Linked DNA regions of Zea mays: region 2 is linked to region 1. Evidence: chromatin contacts called from public Hi-C data. All regions are on one chromosome and are shown on one strand. Each heading gives the region's core, a stretch centred on a gene start, on an enhancer-like site or on the middle of the called end of the contact. The rest is flanking DNA. Distances are from core to core; before and after follow the strand shown.

The links. Hi-C and Micro-C count contacts between places; a contact is called where the count stands out from the background.
Region 2: a contact with region 1 is called in a Hi-C map of bundle sheath, with 2.0 times the contacts expected there. The contact joins the promoter of LOC732723 here to the promoter of LOC100279924 in region 1. A contact is called at or near these places in 7 of 25 Hi-C or Micro-C datasets (bundle sheath, ear, leaf and 3 more).

What each region holds. Positions count from the first base shown.
Region 1 is chr1:200,228,392-200,234,968 of Zm-B73-REFERENCE-NAM-5.0, forward strand. It overlaps LOC100279924, which reads left to right and starts at 3,858. Exons shown (of 11, transcript NR_174154.1): 1 at 3,858-4,633; 2 at 5,587-5,623; 3 at 5,727-6,017. It overlaps LOC103643031 (a long non-coding RNA gene), which reads left to right and starts at 735. Exons shown (of 3, transcript XR_002266800.1): 1 at 735-795; 2 at 925-1,260; 3 at 1,838-1,876. LOC109943719 (a long non-coding RNA gene) reads left to right here and starts at 1,871. Exons shown (of 2, transcript XR_002266799.1): 1 at 1,871-1,935; 2 at 2,023-2,393.
Region 2 is chr1:200,449,630-200,456,206 of Zm-B73-REFERENCE-NAM-5.0, forward strand. LOC732723 (retinoblastoma-related 3) reads right to left here and starts at 3,738. Exons shown (of 19, transcript NM_001112352.1): 1 at 3,243-3,738; 2 at 3,030-3,150; 3 at 2,227-2,331; 4 at 1,987-2,114; 5 at 1,802-1,898; 6 at 1,651-1,697; 7 at 766-961; 8 at 581-647; 9 at 303-485; 10 at 5-198. The coding sequence starts at 3,134.

The sequences.
Region 1 (6,577 bases), core at 2,608-5,107:
ACGTGTCACGCCGCCGGTCTGTGGCCGCCAACACCGCCAAGAATTTCTATCCCGCCTCGACGGCCCAGATCCACTCACCCTCGCCGCCCTCGTGCCCCTCAGTCCCTCACTCCCTCGCCTCCTCAGCGGCGAAGACAGCTGCGAACGGGGCCATTTTTAGGCGGGAGCACGGGCGGCGGTGCTAGCAGATTGGTTGGTTTGAGTGGTTGGGCCGGCTCTTCGAAACGCCCCGCCGCGGCGATGGGATGCTTCCATTCCACGGCCAAGCGGCAGCATCCTGGCTACGAGGACCCTGTGCACCTCGCCTCCCAGACCTCCTGTGAGTTCACCGATCCCATCTCTTGCCCTACGCGTACGAGCTACTCGCATGAGTTCGAGTTTTTTTTTCTTATTTAGTTTCAATGATTGCCGTGGTTGGAATGGAATTGGAGAATGGAGATGCCAGATGTTTTGTCTAGATATCGGTGTCGTCCACTAGGATATCTTAGATATCTGTAGGAGCACTGGATGCATGCTGCATGATCCTTACATTTTCGGTAATTTCTAAATTGCCCTCTCTATATCTTGCTGAATACGTGCTTTTCTTTTGCTTATGTAGTTAGTGTTAGTGAGGTTGAGGCTCTATTCGAGCTGTTCAAGAGCATAAGTCGTTCAGTGATTGACGATGGCCTGATCAACATGGTATATTCTATTACTCATCTCTGTATTCCTTGCTATATTGTCAGTTTTGTGTATGAACATCAAAACAAGCCACTCAGACGTAGAAAACTTGACATACATTACTCCATTCCGAAGGTATTCACAACTCTATGTCTTACTGGCTTGATTTGTAGACATATTTTTCCCAAGGATGCCATTATTTATGTAGTTTACAGTTTTTAGTCTTGTAGTGCTTGTGCTAATTGTTACCTTTTTCTCCCTTAGGACAATCCTTCGGAGAAGGATATTAACCAGGGGATGCTTGTTATATTTAATGTTGACCCCTCTATAACAAACAATGATATCCATCAGATATTTAGCGAATATGGTGACATAAAAGAGGTATCTATGCTCTTACATTTACTACCAACTACATTCTAACTAGAACTATAATGTCTTAAATTAATTGCAGATTCATGATGCACCGCAAAAGGGCCATCACAAAATTATAGAATTTTATAATGTCAGAGCAGCTGAAGGTGCAGCTCGTGCTTTAAACAGGAGTGATCTTGCTGGCAAGAAAATAAAACTGGAGACTGGCCGTCTGAGTGGTGCTAGACGGTATGTCTTTGAAATGTGAATATTGTTGTTCATTCTCATATTTCATCAGCAATACTTCCTTTATTACTTTCGTTCACTCCGTATTTAACTGTTGATCATTTGATCACAGCTTTAGTGAACCTTAGGTCATTTTTGGCAAGCTGAACGATTCTTACATAGGCATCACTGGTATATAGTAGCATCACTTATTCTATATGATGGTACCTGTGGATAGGATGCACATTAGTTATGTGCCTGGGTTTTTTGTTTTCTTTTCTCAAGCGGAAAATCTCTTCCTGGAGCTGTAAACATTGCACTATTTTTATTTTGTCATGCATAGATAGTTACTTAATCTTTGTTTGTTTAGTTCTGTGTGTGGGCTCTCATGTCCTAAACAAAACATTTATTCTTTTATATTGTAGTCCTAATTCTTTGTATACATTTAGGTGTGTTGATAGATACTTGTATGTTAGTTATTTAGTTTATCCAGAAAGACTAATTAATTGACGCAGCATTCTAAACTCCATTCTACAAAATTTTTTAAAACATTGGTTTTAATCACTGATCTAACATTGATTTTAATGTTGTTTTATAACAGTTCAACACAACACATGTCCAAGGAGTTGGGGTTGGAAGAATTTGGCGTATACAACCTGGGCAGTCCAAGCACAAATAGCCCTTCATTGCCTTCATTGGGTATGGTGTTTATTTTTTTCATCTTTATTGTATGTCATGTACTCATGTCTATGGATGCATTTCCTGACGTGAGGATTATTCTTCAAGGTTCATCTAATATAGTAGCAATGACATCTTGTGGACGTGAAAATGGGAGTATGCATGGTTTGCATTCTGGACTTCTCACATCAATGAGCCCGTTCAGATAGGCTTCATTTCTGGGTCTATCATCTACCCTACCACAGAGCCTGTCCTCTCCCATTGGAATTGCTTCTGCTGCAACTCATAGTAACCAGGCTCCCCTTGGTGAGATCAGCCACTCTCTTAGTCGGATGAATAGGCATGTGAATTATGGTTTTCAAGGCTTGGGTGCTATTCATCCCCATTCTCTTCCTGATGTTCACAATGGAGCAAATAATGGCACCCCTTACAATCTGAACACCATCACACCTGTTGGTGTCAATAAGAACTCAAGAACAGCTGAAGCAGTTGACAGCAGACATCTTCATAAAGTGGGTTCTGGCAATCTCAATGGGCACTCATTTGATCGTGCCGGTGAAGGAGTTGTAAAGTGGTGGTGATGAACACATAATTCACACAGGTGAGATAGTCAAATGATGAATATATGCACCCTGGAAGGCTGCTACTAATTACACATTCCTTGAACCTTCCTGTAAAAGCTTAGTATGAAAGATGTAAGCTTTATTTGAAGGCAAGAACACATGGAGATTTTTTTCCTGGCGGAGTATAGACCTGTGCTCCTCTTTCGTCCACGGACGCTCTTGCGCCGTTCCTGCATGGCCTTGAAGCAACTATTCCCCACATCAGCATCAGTGCCGCTCTTCCATTCTTCGCGTCAGTGCCTGGCTGCCTGCTCCCTCCTCCTCTATCCTTGGGGTGTGGCGGCGGCGGCTCCAGATCCCTCGGGCGTCGCTACAGATGACTCCTCTCCAGTGTAGCGTGAGAGCGGGATTCGGCCGACCTGAATAGCGGCCACGTCCTCCACCAGCGCTTCGTAGTGTCGCCGCACCTCCTCCTCCGTCCGCGTCGAGCGAGGATCACGAATTCACGAGATCTGCTCGGATGATAGAAAGGAGGGGCGGAGGGTTTGCTACCTGGAGTAATCGAGCTTGGGTGTGGACTTCTTCTCGACGCCGAGGACAACGATGTTCGTGCTGCGGACGGCCTCAAGAGCGTACTCCACCTAGAAGATGTGGCCGCCATTGGCTGTGGGGCCGCCATGCCTCCAGTGGTGCTGCCCGACAAGGAGGCTGGGTATTTGAGGGATTATCGGCGAAGCATCATGACTCCCGACGAAACAGGGGTTGCGACTAGCGCGGTGGACGTTGCTGGGGGCCGCCTGATGCTGGCGGTGGCTGCTGCCTGGGGGCAGCGGCAGAGCTCATGATCGTCGAGACCTTTGATACCAGATTGGTAGGAGCCACGTTCTCTATACCGATGATATGTTTCCGTTGCAACGCACGGGCATCCACCTAGTAGTTAAATTAAATGTGAAAGTGTCCAGCATAACACTTCCTAATGACAAAATGACAAAGGGAATATTAGCGCCCAGGACAAGCGGTAATCCGGCGAAACATCCGCGAATGGGACAGCATCCCGTGGGCGCGCTTGGCGACTGGCCCAGCGTCCAGGGCTGCCCGAATTATTGCAGACCCCTTTGACGGGTTGACCACGGCGGCGCCGCCGTTGCTGGCCCCGTCGCTGCCGACTTCGCCCCGGCGCCTCCCCGGAACGACCTCCCACGTGGTGGGCCCTCCCCCGCGTTCCACCTGTTTTCTCCGTTGACAGCGCATCGAGCCTTGCACTGCCCCCACTTTCCAGTGTCACTTGCGTAACTCACCTCGCTGGGTGGGGCCCACCGGGAGCCCCGTGCGCCGCGCGCGCGCGAGGGGTCAAACTACCGCCGCGTTGTCGCGCTCATCGTCGCCGCGTGCTGTGGTCTGCTGCTCCTGCTGCTACCCCTCAATCTCCCCGCACCGCACCTCACCTCCCCCAGCTCCTCCTCTTCCTCTAATTGCTACACGCTTTCGAGGCTAGGGTTGCCTCGTCCTCCTCGCTGTCCACATGGCGCGAATCCTCATGCGGCTCCTCCTCCTCGCCGCGGCGGCGGCGGTGGCGGCGGGGGACGGCTGCCTCAACTCCGGCTGCGTCGCGCTGGGCTCCTACCTCGTCGCCCGGAACCAGAACCTCACCTACATCGCCAGCCTCTTCGGCATCGGCGACTACCACGCGCTGGCGCGCTACAACCCCGGCACCACAAACCTGGACTACATCCAGGCCGGCCAGAGCGTCAACATCTCCTTCACCTGCGGCTGCCACACGTTCCCCAACTCGGACGCCACCTACCTCGGCGGCTCCTTCCCGCACAAGGTTGTCACCGGCGACACCTACGGCGGCATCGCCCAGAACTACAACAACCTCACCTCCGCCGCCTGGCTTGCCGTCACCAACCCGTATCCCACGAACAACATCCCCGACACCAACACCGTGGTGAACGTCACGGTCAACTGCACCTGCGGGGACCCGAAGATCTCGTCGGACTACGGGTTCTTCCTCACCTACCCGCTCATGGGCCAGACCCTCGCCGCCGTCGCCGCCAACTACAGCTTCAACTCGTCGTCGCAGTTGGACCTGCTCCGCAAGTATAACCCCGGCATGGACACCGCTACATCCGGGCTCGTTTTCATCCCCGTCAAAGGTGAGCGCTGCTGCTGGCACTCCCAAGTCCCAACCAGAAACCGGTTCTATGCCCATTAATTAAGGTACCAACTAATCAAAAAGATGATATGACACTTTAAGTAAATAAGAGATACGGAGAAATGATTTCTTATTAAAAAAATATGTCTACACGAACCAATACATTAAGATGTGATTGGTAGATGAGCGGAAAGCCGGAAATAATATATGTAATTGGAAAAAAGATTATTTTGTCCATCGAGAATTCGGGAACATAGTTCCTCTGTGTGGGTTCTAGCATTGTGACTGCCCTAACATCATTTGTGTGATGTCAGTTGTGGAGGATTCAGTTCAATTTTATCGTAGTTTAGCACTTTAGCCATAAATGTAGGAGTTCTCCTGGCTATTAGTAGTTCACAGAATTGTGGGTGTTTTGCGCCCAACTGAACAGAATGGTAACCTAGGCTGCTAGCTTTGACTGGAGGTGTTTTCTTCATAGCTTGCTGTCAGGTGGTTGATAGGGTGCATGGATTGATTCGGCCTTGCTTCATGAAGGAAGGGGGATTTGCATTAGCTAACATTCCTGTATACTGTCGCATTGACTGCGTTTGTCTGTTTGCAATTAGATGAAGAACCCACTGAATCTGTTATGTCACTGTAGTTGCATTCCTAAATTGTTTGGTGTTTCATGCATGCTACCAATTCCACTTGTTGGTTCATGGCATCTCTTCATGAATAGTTACATATCAAGTAAAAGATTCCAGGTCTCGATATACAAATCCCCTTAAAATCCTCTATGCATCTGCACATGTCTCATAGTATGCAGTTGCAGGGTTGGCTTGATTCTGTGAACTGCGGCTATTTTGTTACATTTTAACTTTGAAAATGCTGTTAACAACTTAACATCAATGTGAACCCTGTTGGATTGATCTTTTTCTTGATAAAATGGTTTGCTGTCTTTTTCTGCTTCTCCAGATGGCAATGGAAGTTACCATCCTTTAAAACCACCAGGGTAAGTTTTGCTGCCAGCTATATTGTATCGTATAATATTCACTTGAATATTGTCAACCCTTGTGCACTCATGCTGATAACCTTCCTCATCTTGTGCAGTACAGGCAGATTCTGTCCTTTTGCAAGCTAATTATGCTTCCACATTAAGTTTTTTGCAAGAAAAACTGGACACCAGCTATTCTTGTGAGATAAAAAGGGTGGCTTGTTTACACTTTGTCAATCTCATCATCGATTCGGGCCAGGAAACGGAGGTTCTATAGGAGCTATAGTAGGAGGAGTTGTTGGTGGTGTTGCTATTCTGGTCCTGGGCGTCTTGTTATATATCATGTTCTATAGGCGAAAAAAGGCAAACAAGGCTGCCTTACTTCCATCTTCTGAAGATTCTACCCAACTTGGTAATGATTTATGCTTCTCTTTCAATGTATATTATCCTGCTGTATTAACTTTGTGGATCTGAGAAGATGAGCATTTGAGCAATCCACAAGTGGAGATGACTATATATAGATAGACTCATGGCCCATATGGGCCTATAGTATAAGAGCCTTAGTACACTTAACACTCCCCTTCAAACTCAAGGTGAAAGCGGAAGATCTGAAGCATTGAGTTTGATCAAGTGAAGCCGATGCTGCTCTCGAGTTTGTGCTATAGTGAAAAAGTCAGCCAATTGCAACTCTGAAGGCACATACTAGAGCGAAATAGTTTTCTAATGACAATGAGACCAAGTAAAGAAGGCAACACACCAATATGCTTTGTAAGTTCTTGCTTCACAGGATTATTGAAAATTGTATGGCTCCTCTATTATCATAGAGAAGATGTGTGGAAACATCACAAGAAATGCCAAATCAGCCAACAACCATCGAAGCCATACAATCTCTGCAATACTAGTAGCAAAAGCTTGAAGTTCGACCTCTGTACTAGAACGAGATACAACTGCTTGCTTCCTGGACTTCCATGC
Region 2 (6,577 bases), core at 2,488-4,987, 220 kb after region 1:
TTACCTTTGTGCCTGGTAAATTAATGGCTCCACCTGAAAGGCTTCCACTACCAAGTAAACTGTCCTCATCATTAGCAAACATGCGCTCATCTAGCTCACCTTTTGTGTTAATTGCATTTTCATATTCCTTTTCCAGGATTATCAGACTTGGTTTCAATGAGTCTCCCTGAAGCAAATCCTTAAAAACTGTCAAGCCTTCTGCATCAAAGAAGAAATCTTAGTGAGAGTGCAACAGACAAGCTTGTGAAACAAAAACAGTGAATATAAAACATCAAATTTATTCCTGCATAGCAGATCTTAACCTGGATCGATGAAAGACAAATTATCCTGTTGGCATGCTGAAGTAGCTGGGCATGGCTTCTTTTTCAGAATATCCATTATGAGAGTATTTGTCTTCTCCAGTGCTTTGCTCAACTCATCTTCTGAGGTATGATGTTTTTCACAAAGAGAAGCAATAAGACTGACTCCCCTATCTGACTTCTTACCTAATTCAAACCAATAACTGGATGCATGAGTTTTATGCCATAACTGACCATGATTAGCAAACAGCATCTGTCAAATAAGAATTTGGTGTCGTTACCAAAGTAGGATGAATCCTTTATATCGAAATTCCTTAGTCGCACAGGAACATGAATGATAAGTACAGCCTGCATGTGTGCAAAATAAGCAGTATCCATTACTTTCAAGTTAACTAACATTATACATCAATTATCCTGCTGCAAGTGAAGAGAAAGCACTTGTGAAGATCATAGCAGATGTCCTTACCAACACAGAAACCAGTTCGTTCGTGGATGTCACAAGATCCTTGAATCTGCTGAATGTTTGGATTCTTAGGACTAAAAAGAGCAACCATCCAAAGCGATAATAATCAGAAGCCTCTTGGTTATTTGATTCTGAAGAATTGTCTGAACTCTTGCCATCATTTGACAAGAATAGCTCCTGGTATGCACGTTTGTAGTAACTGAACCAAATACATGATCACTTAGTCATCAATAGTTAATAATTTGTCCTTTAATAAATGAAACTATCAATGAGAAGGAAACGTCAAAACAGGCAGCAGCATGGAAGTTAAGGTACAGTAGATATTATTACAAATCGTCTCCAAACCAGATTATACATGAAACTTGAAATCAATTAAGCATCATCAACCAGCTGCACTGTAACATAATTTGCTCATCATTGGCACAATCCTTAATAATCATCCATATAGACACAATGATTCAGCAAGTAGGGACGATTTTAAAAACATAGAAGCTGAATAATGGAATTTTAACCTACTGTTTCAATCTTTCTAGGATGCATAACATTTAGACAGGTTGTACAAGAGAGAAGTTTTGGTATCACAAAAAAGAACACTTCAAGCTTCGTTATCCCAATATTTATGGTGCCAGCCTAATAGGGGATATAAGAATTCTATAGTACAAACAGTACAGGATATGCCTGCTCAAGTTATTGTACCATATATACCTCCAATCCACTGAAACTCAATATTGCATTATCCAAATGTGCCAATGTGATTTCATTTCAGTCCAGTAAAACTAGTAGTGAATCAACATTCTAGCACAGCAATTTACAAAAACTAAAGCTAGATATTTTATGCTATTAGTAGCCACGTCACACAAGAAAAGGCAATAAAAAGTAAAAATTTACCTGCTTAGCAAGCTTAAATGGACAACATTCGCTTGCAGTTCCTTCAACTGAGCACAAAACACGGAAATGCATTAGGATAGAAAGTTAAAACATGTTCAATTCTAAAATGGGTTCTAAAACAGGGGAGCACACTAATTACATAATACTATACCTCAAGCCTTTTTTCCCAATCTGAACCATATAGGCCAGTCAAAATGTGTGCAACCTTTATGCAGAACTGTGGCATCTCCTTGAAAAAATCCACAATGCTACATAGAATCAACAAAACGAATGCAGGGATTAGCCTAAGTGACAAGTGACTGTTCCTCAACCAATCAAGCCCAGCACGACTCTTACTTCAGCTTAGATGCCCTCAGAATCTGGCAAAGTGAGACACTGCCATCTTCCTTCGACCTCCCCGCTTTACTGAGCCTTGACACACAGTACAGAACACAGGCAGACCAGAACCTCTCGATCTCCTCGGGCTACACATAAATCCAATAGGTAGCAGGCATGAGTTTTAGCAGTACATCATGGTCCTGGAATTGGATGGAAGAAATATTAACTATGCCAGAGGCAAAGAAAATGCAATCTTACCGATCCGCCGCCCAAGGAAGACATGCTGGACTTGAGAATGTTATTGGTCTCCTTCAAGAGCTGCATTGCCTGCCTCGTCGTGCTCTCGTCCAGTCCCAGCTTGGCCTGCTCGCCACAAACAAAAGAGCAAATAAAAAATCAGGGTATACGAGAATCAGTCACAACTCACAAGTGAACAGCAGGGGTAAAATGGAACGTCACATGATCATGCATATAGATTTCTCCTAAAAATAGGACAAGTACGAGTAGTAAATAAACTCACAGGTACAAAACCAGTGAATCACTAATAATAATGATAAGACATACGAAGGACAGTGTGACTTCAAACAGAAAGTGTATAAATCAAAAGGAACCATCAAAAGTCGCTCCATTTATTATTCGTTTTTGAAAGGGCCAGCCACAAATAATAAAATTTATCCCCAGCAGACCACACAAAGAGTTTGCAGCAGACGGTGGAAAACATAGATTTCCACACAGCGCACGGAAACCGAAGAAATGGATCAGAATGGTTCATCTTCGAAAACAAATTCGAAGGAGTCAAGGGCGACAAAATCGGTTGGGATAACCTAAATAAACGAAAGAGGAGCGCCAGATCTAGCACAAATTAATTTCCAAACAAGAAAAACCGCCTAAACCTTCAGCCTCCCATGTTTTTCCCCACTGAGCAAACACACGCGAAGCAGCTGGAAGACATCGCCAGTGAGAAAAGGACACGCCTTGCGCAGAGAAAAACAAAAATCCAGCACCCAACGAAAGGTCAGAAACGGAGCGGCGCAAACGCCGGGGCATGTGAGAACCCGTACCTTGCACAGATCGGCGAACCTCTCCTCTATGGAGGCCGCGGCGACGGAGGCCCTAACCGTGACCCCAGACCCCGAGCTCGTGGACGGCTTGGCGAACCCCTCCATGTCCCTCCTCCTGGTTCTGTTTGAATTAAAAATTTGGAATGTGGTTTCTCTAATCTCAGGTTGTCACCACGTGCCCACCAGATGCACACGCTTCACAAAATCACAAACCTCGGTCCAATCAGGCCAAGACGGCCAGAGGGGGCGAGCCGCACTGGCGCCGCCGCCCGCAGGGGGCAGGCCGCAGATGCTCTGCCGCGGACGCACTGTCCGAAGACTCAGGCCGGGGGCGGTGATCCGGCGCACAAGCAGCGGCAAGAGGAGCTATGGAGGGTGGAGCTGTGTCTGTCCGTGCGACGCAAGAGCTGGAGCGGACGAGCGGTGCCTGTGCGTGGCAGCGTGTGTGCGGAGACAGGCGTGGGCGCGTGGATGCGTCAGGCATAGGGCGGCTGAAAACCTAGAAAATTTATGTATTCCTACTGTCCCGCCCCTGCCTCCTTCCAAACACTCCGCCAATCCAGGCCTCGAAACCACCCCCGTGACCGGACCAGGCACTCCGGCGACCGGAGGGAAGGCGGAGGAGGAGCTCTGCTAGGGTTTCGGCGGAGGACGAGGGACGGGAAACAGCGGAGACGAACGATGGACGGGAATCTGAGGCGGATGTTGGGATGCGCGCCAAAAAATAATTTCGGGGCCGAGCGGCGCGCGCGGACTTTTTATATCTGCGGGGTCGCTTGCGCGGCAAAACGGAGCCCGCCTGTCTCGCTGCGCGGTGGGCCCGGTCCTGGCAGGCGGGAGAGGGGAAAGTGGCGCTACGTCGGTTGGTTTTGGCGGGAGAGGGTGGAGATGGCGGGAGTTTTTGGTGGGAACTGGGAAGGGATGGGTGGGGAACCGGGCCCGGGCCCGTGTGGGTGTGGCCCATGTGACTGGTCGGGTTGGGTCGGCATGTCGGCGTGTGGGAAGCGACCACACGTGCGCCGCGCGGCTGCGGCGGGCGGGGCCACCCGAACCGGGGTAGAAGCGTCCGAGGGAAATAATTGATTGACTAGATGAGTGCTCGTGCGTTGCAACGGGAATATCTAATAATATGATAACTTATGTATAAATGTGTGTTATACTGTTATGAGAAAATGTTTCGGAATCCATTGTGATCCACATGGCGCGCCAGCAGCCGGAGCGAGTGCCGCCGCAGCGGCATCCTGTCGGTTGCGGAGGTGATTGGAAGCGCGACGGGGTTTGCGGGAGCCCGCCCCTGAGCGGCGGTGAAAGGGAATTAGGCTTACACCTAAGTCCTAAATAATTTTGGTGGTTGAATTGCCCAACACAAATCTTTGGACTAACTAGTTTGCCCAAGTGTATAGATTATACAGGTGTAAAAGGTTCATACTCAGCCAATAAAAAGACCAAGTTTTTGATTCAACAAAGGAGCAAAGGGGCAACCGAAGGCACCCCTGGTCTGGCGCACCGGACTGTCCGGTGTGCCACCGGACAGTGAACAGTACCTGTCCGGTGCACCAGGGGACTCAGACTCAAACTCGCCACCTTCGGGAATTTCCTGAGGCGACTCGGCTATAATTCACCGGACTGTCCAGTGTACACCGGACAGTGTCCGGTGCGCCAAGGGAGGTCGGCCTCAGGAACTCGCCAGCTTCGGGAAACGCCAACGGCTAGCCCGCTAAAATTCACCGGACTGTCTGGTGTGCACCGGACTGTCCGGTGCGCCTCCGAAGCAACGGTCATCTCCGCGCCAACGGCTCTCTGCCGCGCATTTAATGCGCCCTCTGCGCGCGCAGAAGTCAGAATCGCCCATGCTGGCACACCGGACATCAAACAGTACCTGTCCGGTGTGCACCGGACACCCAGGCGGGCCCACAAGTCAGAAGCTCCAACGGTCAGAATCCAACGGCAGTGATGACGTGGCAGGGGGCACCGGACTGTCCGGTGTGCACCGGACTGTCCGGTGCGCCATCGAACAGACAGCTCCACCAACGGCCACATTTGGTGGTTGGGGCTATAAATACCCCAACCACCCCACCATTCATTGCATCCAAGTTTTCCACTTCTCAACTACTACAAGAGCTCTAGCATTCAATTCTAGACACACTAAAGAGATCAAATCCTCTCCAATTCCACACAAAGCCCTAGTGACTAGTGAGAGTGATTTGTCGTGTTCATTTGAGCTCTTGCGCTTGGATTGCTTCTTTTCTTTCTCACTTGTTCTTGAGATCACAACTCCATTGTAATTAAGGCAAGAGGCACCAATTGTGTGGTGGCCCTTGCGGGGAAGTTTTGTTCCCGGCTTTGATTTGAGAAGAGAAGCTCACTCGGTCCGAGGGACCGTTTGAGAGAGGGAAGGGTTGAAAGAGACCCGGCCTTTGTGGCCTCCTCAACGGGGAGTAGGTTTGCAAGAACCGAACCTCGGTAAAACAAATCTCCGTGTCTCACTTGCTTATTCGCTTGGGATTTGTTTTGCGCCCTCTCTCTCGGACTCATTTATATTTCTAACGCTAACCCGGCTTGTAGTTGTGTTTATATTTGTAAATTTCAGTTTCGCCCTATTCACCCCCCCTCTAGGCGACTATCAATTGGTATCAGAGCCCGGTGCTTCATTAGAGCCTAACCGCTCGAAGTGATGTCGGGAGATCACGCCAAGAAGGAGATGGAGACCGGCGAAAAGCCCACTACAAGCCACGGGAGCACTTCATCGGAAGAGTCCCGCACCAAAAGGAGGGAGAAGAAGAAGGACTCCTCCAAACGGAAGGAGAAAAAGGCTTCCTCTTCTCACCACCAAGAGAAGAAGGAAAAATCTTCTTCCCACAAGCCGCATCGGAAAGGCGACAAGCATAAGAGGATGAGGAAGGTGGTCTACTACGAGACTGACACTTCATCAACTTCTACCTCCGACTCCGATGCGCCCTCCGTCACTTCTAAGCGCCAAGAGCGCAAGAAGTATAGTAAGATCCCCCTACGCTATCCTCGCATTTCCAAACATACACCTTTACTTTCCGTCCCATTAGGCAAACCACCAACTTTTGATGGTGAAGATTACGCTAGGTGGAGCGATTTAATGCGATTTCATCTAACCTCGCTCCACAAAAGCATATGGGATGTTGTTGAGTTTGGTGCGCAGGTACCATCCGTAGGGGATGAGGACTATGATGAGGATGAGGTGGCCCAAATCGAGCACTTCAACTCTCAAGCAACAACAATACTCCTCGCCTCTCTAAGTAGAGAGGAGTATAACAAAGTACAAGGGTTGAAGAGCGCCAAGGAGATTTGGGATTTACTCAAGACCGCGCATGAAGGTGATGAGCTCACCAAGATCACCAAGCGGGAAACGATTGAGGGGGAGCTTGGTCGGTTCCGGCTTCGCAAAGGGGAGGAGCCACAACACATGTACAATCGGCTCAAGACCTTGGTGAACCAAGCGCGCAACCTCGGGAGCGTAAAGTGGGATGACCACGAGGTGGTTAAGGTTATTCTAAGATCACTTATTTTCCTTAACC